Regions from separate parts of the Mus musculus genome. Here regions 2, 3 and 4 are each linked to region 1. A link is a contact called in public Hi-C and targeted proximity ligation data. All regions are on one chromosome and are shown on one strand. The core of a region is the stretch at or near the end of the contact, and the rest is flanking DNA. Distances in the headings are between cores, read along the strand shown. Region 1 has its middle 4.9 kb from the start of Gm36677. Region 2 has its middle 11 kb from the start of Gm19510. Region 3 overlaps Nsmce2 (NSE2/MMS21 homolog, SMC5-SMC6 complex SUMO ligase). Region 4 has its middle 41 kb from the start of Gm36819.

The links. A called contact is a pair of places that touch in the nucleus more often than the background predicts.
Region 2: a targeted proximity ligation map of bone marrow-derived macrophages shows a contact between it and region 1, with 4 times the contacts expected there. A contact is called at or near these places in 5 of 130 datasets of targeted methods (CD8 T cells, bone marrow-derived macrophages, embryonic stem cells and 2 more).
Region 3: a contact with region 1 is called in a Hi-C map of bone marrow-derived macrophages, with 28 read pairs. A contact is called at or near these places in 2 of 484 Hi-C or Micro-C datasets (bone marrow-derived macrophages and nephron progenitors) and 3 of 130 datasets of targeted methods (a beta-TC-6 cell line, bone marrow-derived macrophages and embryonic stem cells).
Region 4: a targeted proximity ligation map of bone marrow-derived macrophages shows a contact between it and region 1, with 6 times the contacts expected there. A contact is called at or near these places in 5 of 130 datasets of targeted methods (the NIH/3T3 cell line, bone marrow-derived macrophages, embryonic stem cells and 1 more).

The regions. Positions count from the first base shown.
Region 1 is chr15:59,610,952-59,615,657 of GRCm38.p6, reverse strand. No RefSeq gene overlaps it. Among named protein-coding and RNA genes, the nearest start is that of Gm36677, 4.9 kb to the left of the region's middle.
Region 2 is chr15:59,781,882-59,786,940 of GRCm38.p6, reverse strand. No RefSeq gene overlaps it. Among named protein-coding and RNA genes, the nearest start is that of Gm19510, 11 kb to the left of the region's middle.
Region 3 is chr15:59,446,734-59,451,584 of GRCm38.p6, reverse strand. The region is part of intron 3 of Nsmce2 (NSE2/MMS21 homolog, SMC5-SMC6 complex SUMO ligase); the gene reads right to left. Among named protein-coding and RNA genes, the nearest start is that of Nsmce2, 75 kb to the right of the region's middle.
Region 4 is chr15:59,861,603-59,867,112 of GRCm38.p6, reverse strand. No RefSeq gene overlaps it. Among named protein-coding and RNA genes, the nearest start is that of Gm36819, 41 kb to the right of the region's middle.

The DNA.
Region 1 (4,706 bases), core at 3-2,502:
GAGCTACAGCGTGGTGTTGCAACCCCAAGCGCCACAGGGAACAGCCCACCCATGGCTTGCATGCACCCTCCTCCGTGGCAGCCCCTCCAAATGAGCCTGGTTTCAGTTTGTCCTCAGGTGAATCATAAGCTGCCAGCCAGCTGTCAGCGCCCCTTAGCTTGTTTTCCTTGGCTGGCATTATACAGCCTCCCTTGACATGTGCTCGCTACAAGTCACACGCTACTTCAAAGACAAACAGATCGGTGGGGGAAATAGATCTGTAGCTGCAAGGACTCCTGGGACTCAAGCTGTCTTCTCCTTGTGAAGTGCCCAAGGCTGGCAGGGGATGTCACCTGCTTCAACACAGGCAGATAGGGACAGATAGGGACATGCTGTTGAGCTCATGTTTACTGTTCAGGAGGTTGACTGGAACTCTCGACTGAGCTCTGATGATGTGACCCAGGGCGAGCAACACTAGGATCCCCAACATGGCATTTGTCCGGCTCAGACTTCTCATGTGAAACTCAGATGCATTGGTCAGCACAAACCACTCTTTGTGGAAGTCAGAGCTGTTGGCCGGCCGCAGTGGGGGTGGGGGTGGGGGTCTAGCACGGCTTGATGGCTAGCCAAAACTTACTTCCTGCTGGAATCGGGGCACTGTCAAGGGACTTCTTAGTTTCAGTGCTGGGTAGGGCGTAGAGGGAGGGTTGTGGGAGAGCCCTGGTGAGTAGGGAAGTTTTGGGCCCCCAGCCCTGCAAGAACCCTCCAGCAAACAGCCAGGAGGATGTTAAGTGTCTCATTTTAAAATGCCTGTCTGGAGCTAGAACTTGGTAGATTGCTTACCTAGCATTCGTGAAGCCTGGGGTTCCTTCCAGTATTCCTAGTAACCAACTGTGGTGATTTCACGTGTCTTATCAGTTAGGAGGAGGCTTTTCAAAAGTGAATTAACCTCTTTCAAAACAATTAAGCAAATAAGGCACAGGCGACAGAAGTCTCATGGGGACTCTTGAACAACTGGTGGTCAGGAAGCAAAGTCTTGGAGACTTCAACACACACACACACAAATATTAACTGAGCCTCGCTCTGAGCGGGTGGGTGACTGGAGGTCTCCATGAAACCCGAGCACTAGCTTCTTCTCTCGTCTCTGACAGAAAGGATGCGAGGGAAGAAAGCATTGTTCTGGCTGAGAGTTTTATCAGGAAGTATCTGCCCCCCATGGCCGGGAAAGCACAACACTGGGAAGGAAGCAGGCCCACGTGCCAGTGACTCCTACCGCCCAGGCTGGATTGGGAAGTAGGAAACACAGGAGGGAACCAGAAAATACAAACTTCCCCCAGCCAGCCTCCCAAAGCGCTGTCACTGAGTGGGAACCAAGTGCTCCAACTCGGGCCTGCGCAGGAGACATTTCCCATTCAAACCATAACACCTTTGCGCTTCCACACGTCCAACACGCATGACACCAAGGTTGTCTTCACCAAGACCTCACTCGAGGCTGGGCCCTGGGAGATAGATGGGAAAAGATGCTCTCAAGAGAGCCATCAAGCCCACGCCATACAGTGAAATCTTACCTGGCCAAGAGAGATCCATCAATCAAATTGGGAGGGATTCCTTCAATGCATACGGAATTTTTTTAAAGCAAAACAAACAAACAAACAAACAAAAGACAAAAATAGAAGTTAAAAGAAGATGGGATATCCAATATTTCATATTTATCTAAGGATCTTCAAAAAAATAGATTTAGTGGCTGGGCGTGGTTACACATACTTACTTTTAATTCCAGCACTAGGGAGGCATATGGATCTCTGTGAGTTCCAGACTAGTTAGATCCTGCTAGATCCTGTCTCAAATCAGCAAAAAATTATTATTTTATTTTATGGGTGTGCTTTGTTTGCATATGTAAGGGCACTGTGTATGTTCCTAGTGTCCTCAGAGGTCAGAAGAGGGTGTCAGATCCTTTGGATCTGGAATTACAGGTTGTGAGCTCCCTTGTGGTTGCTGGGAGCCAAATCCAGGTCCTTTGTAAGCAGTAAGTACCCCTAACCACAGGACAGCGGCTCCGCATTCTGGCTCCCTTGCCTTCGAAGAAAAGGTCTCACTCTATAGACTTGACTGGTCTGGAACTCTTAAAGATCTACCTTCCTCTGGCTCCCAAGTGCTAGGTAGGATTAAAGGAGTGTGTCACTGCAGTCTTTTGAGCTTTTTCAGTTAGACTATCAATCAATCCATCTATCTATCTATCTATCTATCTATCTATCTATTATCTATGCAATAATATTTTTTTTAAAGAAGCCATTAACTTGAGGAGGCATGGGAGGGATTGGAGGGATGAAAGAGAGGGAAATGACATAATCATATTTTAATTAAAAATAAAATAAGCCAGGCGTGGTGGTGCACACCTTTAATCCTAGCAATCGGGAGGCAGAGGCAGGTGGATTTCTGAGTTCGAGGTCAGCCTGGTCTACAAAGTGAGTTCTAACAGCCAGGACTATACAGAGAAACCCTGTCTGGAAAATCCAAAAGAGAAAAAAGAAAAAGAAAAAGAAAAAAAATAGATTTAAGAAAAGGATACAATGTTTAGGAAGCTGTGTTTATTTGTGTATATTTGTGCTCTATGTGGCTCTATCAAGCAAATATGAGTCCATTCAGGTACAGCTTGATGTCACCTGGGAAGTGTGCAGAACCCTGGGCCCTATTGCCCCAGGAGTCTAGCTACTGGGCTTAGGAGTAGCCTGGGAGTCTGTGTTCTAACCAGCACTTCAAGTGGCTCATGAAGAGATATTGGGTCTAACTGTGAGAAACCTTAATGTGTTGGGGACACATGTGACTTAGATGGGAGACTGCAGCAGAGTACCAGGAACTCAGAGGGAAGGCTGCATCTAGCAAGGTGAGCCTCTCACATTGCTCTGAGAACAGAGAGCTTCATTGCTTTGTGTGCCTGAGCACCAGAGAGAGTCCTTTCAGGGAAGGGTCTGGAATGTGTCATCTACCTCAGAACTGGGACTTGAAGAGTGCTGACCTAGGGTTAGCTGGGATTGACACAGGCAGCTGGAGGGAGGGGGGAGGGGAGGAAGGGAAGATATTATAATGAAGATCTTTGGTTTATAATCCAGTGGATAGCTGTAAGGTAAGGGGCTGGTGCTTTGCTTTTCAGTGGTCCACAGTACCTTGGATGATGTAGTCACAGTTTTGCTCTGACATCTGGCAGAAGGACTCTCTCACAGGTATAGGCTATTCTTTCCCCTTTGGTGAAGGAGAAGTCCCCTTTCTTGTCTAGGAGATGACAAGCAGGTACTGATAGCAAAGAAATTCAGCTTAGAACCTAAAATATACAGCTTCACACCCCCAGTTAGTCAGAGAACCAGAGGGCACTCCAGAGGCTAAGGCAGGGCCTTGAGCTTTCAAGGGTAGCTTGGATTACATAACAAGACCCTCAAATAAATAAACAAACAAGATTCCAGAAGAATCTGATAGGTATTGGCAAATACAGGAAAGAGGGCTGGGATGTGCCTTTCTGTCTTCCATTCCTCATTACCTATGGCTAGTCCTAGGGCACCATAAATTGAGTTCACCTTAAAAAAAAAAAAAAAAAAAAAAAAAAAAAGGAAGTAGTCAGAGAGGCTGGGAACTCAACTGGGGATGGAGTTCCCTCAAGGGGTTTCCACTTTTGTTCTGTGGCCTGTCCCACCCAAGTAGTTCTTTCTTCTACATCATCAACATAATGGTTCCTGCTTTAGAGTGTGTGTGTGTGGGTGTGTGTGGTGGGGTTCTAGCTCAGCCCTGTTGTTTGACTTTGGGCAAGAACAGATTGTCACCAGGCATCAGTTTCCTGTTCTATACCCAGAGCTGTTGGATGCCTCTACTAATGGATGTAAAATGTGTCAGATGAGTTCTGACTGATGCCAAAATACTAAAGGTCTGGAAGGAATTTTACCCATGTTAGTTACAGTTTCTTCTGGTATAACCTTCCAAGGGTCTACCGTTGTGTGACGAAACTCTTCCTGGGGAGTGGCAACACACATGGACTCACCCCAGGTAGGGATCCCACACAGATCCCACCAAAGTCCAACTTGGTGAACCAATGAGTTTTATTGGGGTTACTCACAGGGATATGTGTGAGGGTTCACTTACAGGTCCAGAAATGACTCAAACGACAACCAAGGCCCACTCTAGCATGGGTGACAGGCTCACAAAAGCTGGGGACCTGGAACATGCCGCACAGCCTGCAGATAGCTCAAGAGATTGGGGAGTCCTTTCCAAGCCACTCTGGTCTAAAGCTCTTCCAGGCAGCTCAGCTGGTTTCTGCTTCTTCCAGGCAGATGGTCTGGTCTCAGACTCATCTTTGCAGCTTTTTCTCCTTTCAGCTTGTCTGAGAATCTTCTTTGCTACTTGATTTCCTTCCATCTGAGAGGGACTCTTGGCTTTTATTGCTGACTCTGGCAGGGAGGAGCCTAGTGAATCTGCTCAGTTTCAGGGACTTCCAGAGACTACTTTGAGTTGCTTACCTTCCCAATTAAGGGGCTTCCTGCAGGATGGAATATTTTAAACTCAGAAGAAACTGTCAAACAACATATACACATAAAACTTATCTCCTCTACATATCTCCTGTTGCCATGATAAAATACTCAACAAATGAAATTTAAGGGGAAAGGGTGTATTCTGGCTCCCAGTTTCAGAGTGCAGCCCATCACATCACGGCAGAGAAGACATACAAGAAGGCTTACAAGGGA
Region 2 (5,059 bases), core at 1,196-3,695, 170 kb before region 1:
CACACCTGGGAACTGTTTATGAGGCTTGAACTCACTAGCCTGCCCTATCAAACCTGCCCAATTGGGCAATGCAGTCAAACAGCCTGGGAGAGGATCAATGCTGGGAGTCCAAGGGTCCCAGTGAGAAAGAGCTTGGCAGAAAAGCTTCAGGAGCCCTTAATGGTAAAGGCTAAGTGCTGAAGGCACACACACACACAGAGAGAGAGAGAGAGAGAGAGAGAGAGAGAGAGAGAGAGAGAGAGAGAGGAGAGAGAGAGAGGAGAGAGAGACAGTCAGACAGACAGACAGAGACAGAGATAGACAGAGAGACAGAGAGACAGACAGAGACAGAGACAGACAGAGACAGAGACAGAGACAGAGACAGAGACAGAGACAGAGACAGAGAGAGATGTCCCAGATACCACAAGAAAGCAGATGAGTTGGGAAAGATCCTCAGTTGGACTGAGACCCAGGAGTTGCCGAAGTTTCTCAAATTCCACCACCCCCACCTTGAGTTGCCGAGATGATGAAATAATGCAGATTTTGAATTATCTCTACAGATGAGCTGAGAAACCCAGAACCACTGCCCCCTCCCAAGCCACCGCTGGTGGCTACTAAAGGCTACAGGTTGGTCTTGTCACAGCCCCATGAGCATGTTAGGGATCAGAGTGCGGGTCCCCATAAAGCACAGCGTGATGGATGTCAGCCTGGAGATGAGTTACTTCACCTATTAGCTGGCAATGGAAGTGCCAGGTGGAAACAGAGTGTTGAAATGCAGAAGAGCTGCATCCCCACCCCGAGGCATGATGAAACAGTTGGAAGAAGTCTTCACAGGCACTTGGCACATGTATGAGAGAGCAGAGCAGGTTGGGGCCAGGCTGGGGACTCTCAACTTCAACAACCAGACTTGACCATGAATACACTCTGGGCGAAGGCACAGAGGAGGGGTTCCCAGGGGTCAGCACATCTGCATAGGGGGAAGCCTAGCCAAGGTACAGTGTGCCATGCAGACTCAACTCCTAGTGGCCTCGAAGAGTCTCAATTTTGTGCTTGATTGTTCTGATGAGCCATGGGGGTGGGAGGGGGTGGGGCAGGGCAGAGGCTGCAAATGAGCTAAAATGTCATAGCTAGAAAGGTAGGAAGAGACATATGGCTACAGAATGAAGTTGGGGGGACGAAGAAATTGAAAGGGGAAAGAAAGAAAAGTGGTAGAAGAGGGGTGGACGAAGAAAAAGAAGGATGGAAAGAGGAAGAAGAGAGGAACAGAGGATAAAACATTGGCTGCATCTGTAAAGGCTGCTGTTTCTGGGAGCCAGAGTTCTCAGAAATTTGATACTCTGATGTGCAGAATGTGCATATGAACGTGTGCAAGCACATGTGTCCTTGCAGATGTGTGAGAACGGAATATAGATGCAATTGCTTGCTGTGCTGTTCTAGTATGTGAGCATGTGTATGTTGACATGATATATGTGTGTGTGTGTGTGTACATGTGTGTGTGTGCATGTGATTGTGGGTGTGCTTTTATGCATGAACATGTTCGTATGCTGTGTTTTATGGGTGCCCATATATGCATGCCTGCATCTGTGCCTAAGCATCCTAGGCTAAGACTTAAAAGGGTTAGAATGGTATCGGGACCGCCATGGAACAGCTTCATGTGACCTTCAGTAAGTCATGTCTCCAGGCTGGCTGTCAGGTTTCTTGCATGTTCTTTATAGAACAATGCTTACCACATAAAGGTCGTTCAGTTAATATTTAGTAAGTACTAAGTACTTTAAGTAACTAAGTACTTTAAAGTAACGCTATCTGCTTAAGGTTAAGGAAATTTTTTAAAATGAAAATTACATGCAATACTACTTTCTTTGTTCATGACACATAATAGAAGCTCAATAATTATTGGATTTGTCCCTTTAGGGCAGTGCTACTAAGAACTTAAAGCAATTCTTGAGTCCATCTCAGGGGTTTCTGGGCTCCCATTAAGGTATCTATTAACCAGACTGCTTTCAATTACTGCCTGCTTTCAGGCAAAATTTGACAACCATACATTTGCAAAAATTAAAAGTACGTTTGAATTTAAACAACTTGAAGATCAGGGAGGTCAGCTTTGCTTTCGGCAACTTGGGATTGGGGGGGTGGGGGGGCGGGTTGTGAAGGGCAGGAAGTTTGCTAGTGACCTGAGGTCCTGACCTCCTGTCTGGGTGTCACACATGTAGTTCACAATCATACACGGTAGGAATTGTTATCAGCACGCAGTGGAAGTGGCTAGGGCCCAGAGAGATTGAGTAAGCCATCCACGGCCACAATGCTCACCACAGGCCCGCAGAGCTAATTCCAAACCCATCAAATGGTATTCAAAGCTGGGAAGGTAAAAAGCCCACTTTACTTGGGCAGGCAGAGCGAGGGCTAAGGCCACAAACATCTCAAAATCAAGTCAGCCGCAGTTGAGTATTGCCAGATGGAGCCAGGGCCGTGTGGCAATCAGAAAACTAGTCAGGTGGCACTGGGACAGTGCCTCTGAGGTATTTCACAAACATGGGGAACAAACACATTTGGTGTCGCAATCCTGGCCACCCGGAGCTGCCGCGTTGGCTTTTTTTTTTTTTTTTTTTTTTAGAACGGCCAGTGGATACGGAGTTTGAAAGGCTGATAGCACCACTGGCGAGCACAGACCAGAGGCCCATCTTTGAGCCTGTAGAGCCCTGGAGAAAGAACACAGCCCTTTCTGACAGCCCAGTCCCCTCCCAGCCACAGCCAGAGAAAACGGAGGTAGCCAAGAGTTACACTTCAAACCCCTCAGTGAGTCACTTCAGCTCTTCCATTTGTCATCTTTTCCCATTGCGTCGCTCCACAGAATTATGACCCGGGCTCGCGGCCTTCTGACTAGACCCCAGGCATGCCTGTTCCTCGCTGCAGCCACCTCCACGTCCAGGAATCACCATCTCCTCCCCTCTGATGAGCCATCCATCCTGTAATCCTCCAAACAAAAGCTAATGAAGCCTGCATCTCCTCGGAATTTCACAATGCCCTCTGGGGTGATTAGTCTCCCTGGTACCAAGTGCTCCGTAAACTCGGAGCCCAACTGCAATCACATTCCACTTATTTTCCTAATTAATCTCCCCAAGCACCTGCCTGCATGGACGCAGTAAGCTCAGAATGCACTGCGGAGAGGTTTCCTCACTACCCAGCAAATTATTCCGAAGCCCTGTGGAAAGCCAAATAAAAGCCAAACCGAGTCCCCCGCCATCCCCCCCCACCCCACCCCCACCCCCGCCATCCCCTAACACCCCCCCCCTTGAAGGCACCAGGCCAGAAGGGACTGGTGTGTGACTAGATTTACAGCTGCCATGAGTTTTCTCTACCACTCTGTCATGAATTCTCACTGACATCGAGCATCACTGTTGACACAGCATAGTTTCTTTGATGCAGGGCTCCAAAGTCAAATTCCTGACTGCAGCCAGTGCCCACCCCCACCCCCACCCCCATTGAGCCCTGAAAGAGCTAGTCTTCCGGATTCTTTTTCTCAGCTTTTCCCAGGATCCAAGAGGATGTCAGGAGCTCTGAGACTGGATCAATTTTCACTGCTCACAGATGGTTTTCCTCCTGTCCTCGGACCACGGTGGGGAGCATCTCTGTGGAATTTCTAGATAAGAACACACTGTGATTTCCAGTGGAGAAGGGGAGCATTGGTTTCACACCTACCCTTCTCGGGATGCTAACTGAATTGTGGTACACCCAGTAGGCAACCCTTAGACTGAAAAGACTAAGTGTGCACATCACGTCTGTAGCGAGGACCTCCTAAAAGAGTGCCTGCAGCGCTTGTAGTGAACTTCAAGGCTAGGAAACTGCTTGGAGGCAGAGCCAGAGGAAAGCAACCCTGACTGGGGGAGCCTACTATCTGCTTTAACACCAGTGCTCCTGGCTAATCCCAACAATGGTGAGAGTGAGCCTACTGCACTCTGCTAAGGAACCGAAGCTCTGAGCTCTGACCTCCGAACTTCAGAAGGAGACACGACTCCATGATAGTGACCAAAGTCTCTCTCCAGCCCCAAGAGTCACCACTACAAGTGAAGTCAAACTAAAGAATCGTCTAAGCTCCTTATAGGGGCAAAAGAGTCACAAAGGGCATCTGCAAGCTTGGTGAGAGGAGGTGCCCTGGTCACACTAGTAAACAGTGAGACAGACGCTAGCTCTACTCTGTGTCTAGACCTGGTACAGACCAGAGGCACAAACTCTGAGCTCACAGTGAGGACCAATCCAGTGTGAAAATAGAAAAATCTACAAAAATGGTAGAGAGAGAGTGGGAAGAAAGTGCTCGGTTTTCACCGGAAGCAGCTTGGGAAGTCTTCCTAGAAGAAAGCAGCTTTTTAACTGGGTCTTTGAATTTGAATGTGCCTACTAATTGCTTCAACCTGCTCACTATAGTTGCCCCTTGCTATACACCAGGCGCCACGTAAACTCTTCTGGTTAATATTACCTCATTTAATTGCTCAATATGTAGGCAGACACTGCTGCTATTTCCAGGATACAGATGAGAGCTGAACTAACATCATGACAGCCAGTAGCTGTTGGAGTGAGGCTCCAATCTCATTGGGATCCGATGCTCATCTGTCTAAAGAGAGATGAACTGGAGACAAAGAACAAGGTGCACTCTTCCCCGGTGTTCATGTGGGAGCAGGGAGTGAAGCCACAAATCAGGGAAGGAGGACAAAGCCTATATCACCACTTGACAGAGAGTCTCTCCGCCCGCAGCAAATAACAAACTGGAAGCAACTTTAGACATTTGTTGCTTTCAGAAGAGCAGCTAAAGGGAGAAACAACTGAGGTGTTTGCTCCATCGTTCCTCCAGTGCAAATATGACAAGGGGAGAAATGAGCAAAGAACCCATTTTCCCAGAAACAATAGCCACCATTTGCATAAAGAATGTGCTAGCCTCTAGGTAGCACAGGCCCATTTGAGTGTTCTAATAAGGGCTGCTGAAAACTTAAGCTACTGGCCACATGTGAATCACACATCCAGTGTTAAAACAATATTTTAAAAAGGACAGATGCCTCGTTCCTTTTAAACACATCAAATTTGTATGACT
Region 3 (4,851 bases), core at 1,860-4,359, 170 kb after region 1:
TTATTAAACTTGTCAAATATTCAAAGCACAAGCACATGCATTATCATCCATCCATCCATCTCTCTCTATCGTCTATCTTCATCCTTTCATTCATCTATTTCCATCCACCCATTCTAAAACATTATATATAATTCATGTATATATACTCACATATATGTATACTCATATATATATATGTACTCATATATATATGAATATATGAATTACAACAAAGATATATAACAAAAGGCAGTAGAGCCTATTTATGCTTCCTTTTTCTTTTTTCACTTGGAGTACTAGGGGAACCACCCAGGGTCTCACACATGCTAGACCAATATCACCACTAAGCTACATTTTAAGCCCTCTTTATCCTTTTTATTATAAAGCAGGGCCTCACTAAATGGCCCAGGCTGGCCTTGAACTCCCTCTGAAGCCCAGGCAGACCTTAAGTCTGGAATCTTCTTACTTCAGCTTCCCAAGTAGCATAGGTTACATGCCTGCACCAGACATCTTCCCCTTTATCTCAAGCACGTCTTGATTAGTAGTTATGGCTGGCTTGGCAAAGATAACTTCCTTTACTCATCTCCCATTTGGCATTTTTGTAATCCATCTTCCCTGGCACTGGTTGAGCACCTGTGAGCTAGCTAGCATCATGATGACCCTTGCATGAAAGACGGCTCTTGGCCAGCAGGTTAGGCAGTCAGTAGCTGCTCTGTGGTATGTAAGCGCCTGGCAGGGACGCTCAGTGTTGCCTTCAATGATTTCTACCTTGAGCTTTGTTTCCCTTTTGCTAAAACAAGTATTATCTTGAGAAAAACTGTTCCTTCCTTCTGTGGCATTCCTCGCTCCTGGTCCTTTCCCTCCCTTCTTCTTTTGCCAGGCTAGCCAGAACTAAGAGAATTCTGAGACTGTAGTGGGAAGGAGGAGCCAAGCAGCAGGAACCAAGTCATGGGAAGCAGAGGCAGTCATGTCATTTGTACAGAGGATGACAGCAGCTTCAAGTGAGATAGGTAACATGGCATGGACCTTGGAACAGACCTGGTTCTACTTCAGGCTATGGTCTCAGACAATCTCTGGTAAGCTTAGATTTTTGTCATTTCTTTATTAGGGGCCAGAAGTATATACTTCAGTGATGTTGAAACAACAAAACTCTACTTATGTTTAAACTTTGGATGATCAAAAGTTGGATTTCTTCCCTGTCAACAAGAGCACAGCTGCTTTAGCATGTCTGAAGATAGAGAAAGAAGCAACAGGGAAACATAAATGAAAATACCAAGAGCAAGCAATGGATTGCACTTGAAAAAAAAATCAAGAATCATGAAGATATGAGCTGGGAACACAGGAACTTGTTTGTAAACTAGGCTGGCTTTGAACTCACAGATATGCCCACCTTTGCCTTCTGCGTGCTAGGATTAAAGGCATGTGCCACTACTGCCCAGCTGTGAACAGTGGTCTTTACCACATACTGGAGTGCTCAGAACTGGATTAGCAAAGATCCGTACAGAATCTTAGGGAATAGCCAAGACAGTGCAAATTGATGTAAAAGAGCTGCTATTTGCTCTAGATGGCTGCTGCACAGAAGAATGCAGGCTATGGACTTTAAATTAGAAATTCAATTTACAAGGAACATTTTCTGCTTTGTAAAATAACTAACCTCCCTCCCTCACCCCCCCCCTGTGTGTGTGTGTGTGTGTGTGTGTGTGTGTGTGTGTGTGTGAATTTTGAAACTGGGCATGGTTGCATGCTCATGTTGGCCCTGAAATCTCAGTATGAGAAAGTGAAAGCAGGAAGATCAAGGAGTTCATGGGCATCCCTTGGCCACACAGTTTAAAGCCAAGGTATGTTGACTAAGATCCTGTCTGAAAAAACAAAAACAAAAAACCAAGCAACAATAAGTAAACACAGTGCTTCTGTGCCTGCAGAATTTGAATGTCTAGTGCTTGGGATAAACCCAGGATCTGTCTCAGGCTAGGGAAGAGATGGACCATCGAATTCCATTTCCAGCTCTCAAGTGTCCTTTCATGTACAGCAGAGGGCAATAGAAGGTATGTGTGTACAAGAAGACAATATAGAATCCACCTGGACAGGCTAATCTAAGGTGTTAAGATTAAAAATTTGATCTTGGAATATAAAACTCTGCTATGATCTTAGAAAAGGCACTTTATACATCCAACACCAATTTCCACTCATAGTGGTAGAAAATAACAGTATTAATTTTTCATAGTTGCTCAAAATAAATGGAACAAAGCAATAAAGCCCTTAGCCACCTGACACAGTGTTCTATAATAAGAAGCTGCTATTGTTGTCATGATTATTATTGTGATTATCATTATAGAGGCGGATCTGCAAGGAGGCTGGATTCGCAGGTCTACACTGTTAAGACTGGAGACACCCACATGGAGGCCTCCACGAATAGATTTTAATGGAAACCATGGAAATGAATGAGATCACCAAGGAGACTGAATAAGTGGAAGCACAAAGACGACTAGGATAGAACTTTGGAGAATATTACATTTAACAGGCAGCTAGAAGAGTTAAAAACCCATAAGAGTTAACAAGGCAACAAAAGCAAGTACCCCAAAATTTTGGGAAGAAATGTTTTAGATGTGTCAAATGTCTCAGAGAGGTTGAGCTAAACACAGACTGAGAAGTGCCTATCCGACTCAGTGTGAGTCATCTGGGACTCTGGCAAGAGTAGCGCAAAGCACAGAAGCTCATGCCAAATACCCAGACCTTATTCAATGATTCATTTCAAAAAGATGAGGCAGTAATGCAGAAAACACACAAATCACCAAACAGTCTTCAATGAGCTGCTCAGTTTAGGCTCAAACCTCAATTGTGAGTAATTAGCTGCATTTTATTTTATTATTGATTTGTATGCATGTGGGCATGTACATGCTACACTGACCATGTAAAGTGGCCAAAGGACAACTTTGGGTATTGTTTTCTCCCTTCCACTGTGAGGGTCTGGGAGACTGAACTCAGGTCATCAGGCTTGGTAGCAAGTACCTTTACCTTCTGAGCCATCTCTCTGGTCACTTAGCTACATTTTAACTAACACTCAAACCTGGACGCTTGTGACTGCAGTGTTTCCTCTGTCAGCAAGGGACATACAATGAGCTCACTTACTTATTCTGCTGGCAAGTCTTTCCACTGAACAAAAGCCAGTTTGTTTGCTTTTTGGGGAGGGAGTAGGGGAGGGTACGAGTAGAAGCAAAAGGTGGAACTCAACCTCTACTGAAACTGCGCACTACTTTCACAACATACAAATACAATATTAATATAGTTATGAGATGATAATATAGCTCATTTCTTCTGTAAAATACTGTATGCATATGTAATTACTCAAAAGTGTGTCATTTTATTGCCACTGGGCAAAGTCAAGATCTCCTCCTCCTGCAATTATCATTACTGCCTTACAGGCAACATCGCACTGGGAGGGGAGATCACAGGAGTGAAAGATATTAATGGTCTGAGTCATTCACACACTTCTTGAATCATGTGAGAATCTAGTATAAAATTAGTCATTCTTGTAACTGAACCCAGAGTCTCAGATAAATTGATTGACTTTCAGATGACCAGTTAGGTAAATAAAAAACACCCAATGCTTTCCAGTCTTCCTTTAAAAGTTAAGCACACTTAGCATATATTAGCGGAACAGTTTGCTTTTATTCTGCTTAGTAAGAAGATTCAGTATTCTAATTTCTAATTTGTGGTCAGCTCAATAAAAAAGCTATGGGACCTGGCTAATCCTAAAAATCTACAGAGACTGCCTCAAATGTCCTCAGAACACTCCTTCAACAAACAGGCACTGAGACCCGACAGAACGCTAGGCATTCTGCGAAGCACTGAAGCATTTATGGATGTTGGCCCACATTTATGACATACCACCAAACAAACTCATCATACACAGGTACACCAATATAAGCCAACACTGCCTCCACCTAGATGTAGCAAAAGGACTTGGTAAAAATTTTATTAAAAGGTGTTTCAGGGGCTGGAAAGATGGCTCAGTGGTTAAGAGCACTGACTGTTCTTCCGAAGGTCCTGAGTTCAAATCCCAGCAACCACATGGTGGTTTACAACCATCTGTAATGAGATCTAATACCCTCTTCTGGGGTGTCTGAAGACAGCTACAGTGTACTTATATATAATAAATAAATAAATCTTTTTTTTAAAAAAGGTGTTTCAATAGAGAATCTCTGTGCTTTCACTGTAGATACCCTTGTTACATGCACATATGGAGATATGCTATAATTTATATTTTCCTATACTGCTTCCATGCTTAAGAAATATCCATATATATTTAATGATGGCCAGCACAGACCTTTTGTCCCCCTTATCTCATGCCAACTTCTGTTGTATAATCTACCGGACCAAATTATTTATAGTTTGATATGTTTTCAAGCATCATTAGTTAGCAAGAGTCTGACTTCTAACTAAACCCTGGAGAAAAAAGTACTTCCTTGTGGTTCACTATGACACACCAAGTGGACTTTACAGTTTGCCAAGGTGTTGTAACACCACCACTGAGCAGTTCCAATCAGACATGAACACCTTTCCTCCTTCAAGGTGCTTAGATAAAAATTGAGAAAGAGTAAGGCCAAATATGTAGGTATGCTATTGATCTGGTTTTAATGATCAGTCCTGTTAGGATACACCCAAAGATGGCAGCCAAGTAAGGTAGCTTACCACCTTTAAGCATCTGCTGCTCAGTGCATGTAAGCACTCATGATGCTGAAAAATCACCCGAGTACGCTGCTCATGGCACCATACCCACTCTAATACTGGGAACAACAGGAACACTGGTGCACTCAGTATATGGCTTGAGGATTCTCATTTTCCAGAGAGAACACATGAAAATGCTAATCT
Region 4 (5,510 bases), core at 998-3,497, 250 kb before region 1:
TAGATATTTGAGCATGGTCTTAGGCTAACGGGACATCCATTAAGGAAAGGATGGGAGCACATCACAGAGAGGCAACAGAGGGCAGAGGCAAGCAGAAGCCACCCTACCATAGAACACAGGACAACACGTGGGTTCGGGGGAAGCCCAGGTGACCCCTGTGGCCTTCCTGGGGTTTCACTTGTCCAGTGACTCAAAGGCTGATGTGGAAAAGCTGTGGGCTCTGGGGTGGTTTCTAACTAGGACAGCTTCTGCATTTCAGGTCGCTGGTAACGGGTGAGGAGACAGACGGGAACTGGCGATAGAAAGTGAGAAAATATCAAAGGTCTCCTGCAGCAAGGAGAGAAGGCGATGGTTCTGGCAAATGAGATGTGTCACTGATTCCACATGTGGAGGTGACACAAGAGCAGGCATGCTGCTTCTTTATTTGCTCCTCAGTGAGGACACTCTAAGGATGCAGGACCTTTGACCTATGGCTACAAGAACCCTAATGGGGCAACTGAATTCACCACGGAAACTTTTCCTCTTTTCTCTACATCAGGACTGGTCTTGATGTCTCAACAAGGTTTTCAGCGCCCCGCTCGGCTCCGCTCCCGCCCACCCAACTCCACTCTACCCCACTAGCCCCACCCCCACCCCACCCCCGATCCAGCGCTTTTCCCAACTGCCCTACAGGTCGGCTTTCTCCCAATCAAGGACACAGCCCATATCTTTTTTTATTTGTTCCCCCAAAGCCAGGAGCCTGGCTGGAACTTTTCAAAATAATCTAGGTTATTTAAAGGATGGTGAGGGTTCTGGGCGGGGACTTCAGTCATCTAAATTTAGCCTAGAAAATGCCCACAGTGGTACATGATGATTAAACACATTGTGCAAAAATAAAAGAAGAAGATCTGGCAAGGCAAGAGTGACATATCAAAAATCTAAGTACTTAAAAGATGCAGTCGCTCGATGTGTGCTTTCTCCACCACACCAGAGATCACTAGTGTGAACACCATAGGCCATCTGGGCCAGAATGGCTGAGAGGACCTTAAAACACCTCCCTCACAGCTGTGGTTATGATTGGTACAACACCGTGTGAAGAAAGAAAGCGTCTTGTGGCCATCGCACTAGCACAAGCTCTGACACGTTAAGAGCAATGGCACCTTCAACAAGTCACATAGGCTCTCTGGACCTCAGTTTCCTCATCTGAAAACTTGGCCTCCCTGTTTTAGTGCACACCCATATGATGAGGTGATTAAGGTTGTGGGGCGTCAACAAAGGCACCTAGAAAGTGCAAACGTCTCCATCCTTAGATGATTTGTTCCCCCCCCCCCAAAAAAATCACACAGAAAGGTGAAGGGCATCTGTCAGCGTCACTGAAGGAAAAGTTCTGAATTCTGAAAAATTTAGATCAGTAGTTCTCAACCTATGGGTGGCAAGCCCTGTGGGGACCGAACATCCCTTTCACAGGGGTCGCACACCAGATATCCTGCACATTACAAGTCATAACAGTAGAAAATTACAGCTACAAAGTAGCGACACAAATAATGTTGTGGTTGGGATCAGCACAACATGAGGAGCTGAATTGACGGTCACAGCACTAGGAAGGGTGAGAACCACTGCTCTAGATGGACAGAAGGCAGTCAAATGAGTCTCCTGAGTTTCTATGCTGGGTTTTTACATCACTGTTGCTCCTCAGAAACCATCACCAAGAGCTGCTGTTAGAACTGTCAACTGCTGGGAGTCTGACATCAAGGATGCTCGGGTGACTGAGGAGATGAATAACTTGATCTTGCTCAAGCAGCTAAGCTCCGGGAAGGGAACTATGGTTGCTTATAATGGCCACCAGGGGGAGACAAATAGGGCTACGCGGGGGGAAAAAAGAGTTCTTAACTGCGGTGGTCCGCACTATCCACACGTTTTCTCTCAAGTTATTTCCTTTCTTATAAATGTCTGCCTCTAGCCCTTTACCAATTGTCAGATTCTCAGATGCCTTCTCAGTGTAAGCAGCGCAACCCCCAAGGATGAGAGAGCTAAGAGCACAAACACTGCACTGCTGACCTGAGATTAGCTTTGGCTGGTACCGGCTAACTACCTCCCCTGATTTCCACCCTGTTTGCCAGCACGCCCCTCCAGTCTATGACTTCCAGTTAGACTTCCAAGCGTACAATCTCCCTCTACTGCTTGCACAATGGCAGAAGCTTCTAGACGCTCCCCAAGCCTGTTTCCTCTTTTCCCCAAGCACGCGAGACCACATCTCTGGATCTCCCTTGCAGTTAGTTCAGTAGGATGCTGACCGATGGGTGCTGTCACAGCCTCTGACCTATTGCCACACTCTCTCTTCCCCTTCCACGATGACTTCAACAGCTCCTTAGTTAACGACGTTCACAAAATGGAAGGGTCCTCAAGTCGCTGTTTGTTGAGAAGACACGCTCCCCATAACAACACGATTCGCATCAAAGCTTAAGTAACTGTTCAGCCACCGAGAATGAAGGGATGTTAGCAACGGAATGTAGAGTTTACCACTTAGTCTCACCAGCCATAGCCCCTGGCTTACCCAATTCTCATCATGTGACAAGCACTGCTACTAACACAGCTATTACTGGTACAGTCGCTGTTCAATGGTATTTTAGTAATAGTGTTACCTGGTAAAGACCCAAGGACCACTCACCCGGCATGACCAAAATTTGAATTGGGAGTCTGTATTGAGCAGGCTGGGGACGGCCTGAAGAGAAACGCTTCCCAAAAGGCAGCCCTGAAAGCGCATTGCAGGGAGCTTTCAAAATTAAAGAACACAGAAAAACTATATCCTGGTTTGCCAGCAGGGAAGCAAGTTTAACAAGCAGTTTACCAAGAGTCAAGAGCATGCCGTTAGCTAGGGCATTTCAACCCCGAGTTTCTAAAACAAGGTTGGGTGCTTTCCCACGGGACTTCTAATAGCAGGGGGTGAGGGAGCCAAAGATGGCTTCAGCTGGGACAAGATGGAGAAGCTTTCTCACCTTCACAATAGAACGACATTATAAAGGCATCAATAATTAGTTCTTGACCCTGTGAAGCACCTACCTTGTTAATCCATTGGGATCCATGGATTTTCCAGGGTCATTTCTGTGAATACTCAAGTCTTTTTATTTTTATTAATTATTCTATTTGTCTGCATTTCAAATGATATCCCACTTCCCAGCTACCCCTCCACAAATGCCCCTCCCACATCCACCCTCTCCTGCCTCTCCTTTGCCTCTATGAGGGTGCTCCTCACCTACTCTTGCCCGACCACTCCAGCATTCCCCTATGCTGGAACATCAAACTTCCACAGGCCCAAGGGCCTCCCCGCCCATTGATGTCAGACAAGGCCATCCTCTGTTACATATGTATCTGGAGTCATGGATCCCTCCCTGTACACTCCTTGGCTGGTGGTCTAGTCCCTGGGATTACTGGGTGGTCCAGCCAGCCAACACTCTTCTTCCTATGGGGTTGCAATCCCTCTCCACCCCTCCAGTCCTTCCACCAGCAAACTCACTGGGACAGCTCAGTGGTTGGCTCAGTCTGATGGTTGGTTCCAAGCATCCACTTCTGCATTGGCCAGTTCTTGGCTGAACCTCCCAGGGAACAGCCACACCAGGCTCCTGTCAAACAAGTGCCTCTTGGCACCAGCAACAGTGTCTTGAGCTTGGTGTCTGCAGACAGGATGGATCCCCTCATGGGGTAGTCCCCAGATGGCCCTTTCTTCAGTGTCTGTTCCATTTTTGGCTTTTTGGTTTTTTGGGTTTTTTTGGTTTTTTGGTTTGGTTTGGGTTGGGTTGGGGTTTTTTTGTTTGTTTGTTTGGTTTGTTTTGTTTGTTTTGTTTTTTTGTTTTGTTTTGGTTTTTTTTGGCCCTGTCTTTCCTTTGGACAGGAACATTTCTGGGTTAAAAACTTTGAGATGGGTGGGTGGCCCCGTCCCTTGACTGGGTGTCATGCCTATCCACTGGAGATGTCCTCTACAGGTTCCATCTCCCCTTCACTGAACGAATTTTGGCTAAATGCTAAGTCTTTATATAATGATAATACATTTGCATATGACCTGTGCACATTCTCCTGTGACCCTTAAGTCACTTCTGGATTGTTCATCACACCTAACTCACTGTCACAATGACACTTTCACAGTTTTGAAAAAATTGACATTCATTACAGATGCAATTTTTCCTGGATTTTTTTTGTTTGTTTGTACTATCTGAGCATTTTGAATTCACAGAAGCCATGGATTCAGAGGGCTGCCTGTAGTGGTGGACTCCGGGGATACAGCGAGACCACTCAAGAGGATCACGTGTCTGATTTGTGTGACAGTCTGCACACACCAGATGTTGAATACAAAGAATGGTGACATTGTTGGAATGCATAGATGGTTGTAAAGAAGATGGTCCCATGATAGACAGAAACCTGATTCCAAATCCCAGCTTCTCCGCCCAATGTGAGACTGAGGTACACCCTGTGTTTCCTTGATCTGACCTCTCCTCCTCTGATAATTGCTGGAATTAATAGGTTTTATCAATTTCACCAAATCCTGAAATCCTCACTAAGACCTCGTATCTGTAAGGAGAATCTAGACTGTTGTAAACACCAGCTTTGAAGGACACAGCTAAAGCAATGCATATGCCCAGGTCTGACTCTGGCACCAGCACAGACCTAGTCATTCATCTATGAGATAGAACTATTCACAGCTGCCTCAGCATGTTCACAGGCACACACAGGGGTCCTAAACAGAACCTCTGTCCCTTCTCATGACTCTCCCTGACAGTGTGCCAGGAGTGGCAGCCCAGCTGAGCACCCAGGCAAGCCGCAGCTGCTGTTGTTGTTTGTCTCGGCTTTGATAGGGACTGAAGGTGTGGGAGAGAGGCGTGTCCCAGCTTCCCCATCTGCAAAAATGCCCGAAGGACTTAGCTACCAATGCATCCTCCTGACTCCAACCACAGAGATGTGCTGAGCATCAGTCTGCTTTTTGAGGGAGCTTCAAGGGAAAACAGACACAGTGGTCCCCAGATCAGCCTCTGGAGAATCTCCGACTCCAACATCACAGTGTCTACCTGGTTCTCCAGCATCCCAATACTTTTAAGTTAGCTTTCCTACCTACAGCATTTGTAACATTTAATCATTTATTTCTTAACATCTTTTAAGGTTCAATATTCCTTCTCCCATACACAGTTGGCCCTACCAATTTGTGGTTGCCGCATCTGTGTGTGGATTTAAACAACTGTTATAGGAAAAATGCAAAAACAATTATATCTATACCAAACATGCACTGCCTTTTTCTTGTCATCACTCCTTAAACAATACAATATAACCACTATTTATAACATGGCCAGGTTTATCAGTATGATAAGCAATCTAGAAATTAAACTATAGATGAGAATGTGTATAGATTACATGCAAACCCCACCTCATCTTACGTGAGGGGTTTATGCACCTACAGATTGTGGTTTGTAAGGAAGAATGAAAGCCACCCCTCCATGGATCCTGGGTGATGACCGTAGCTCCTGTGGACACCATAAATGGGAATA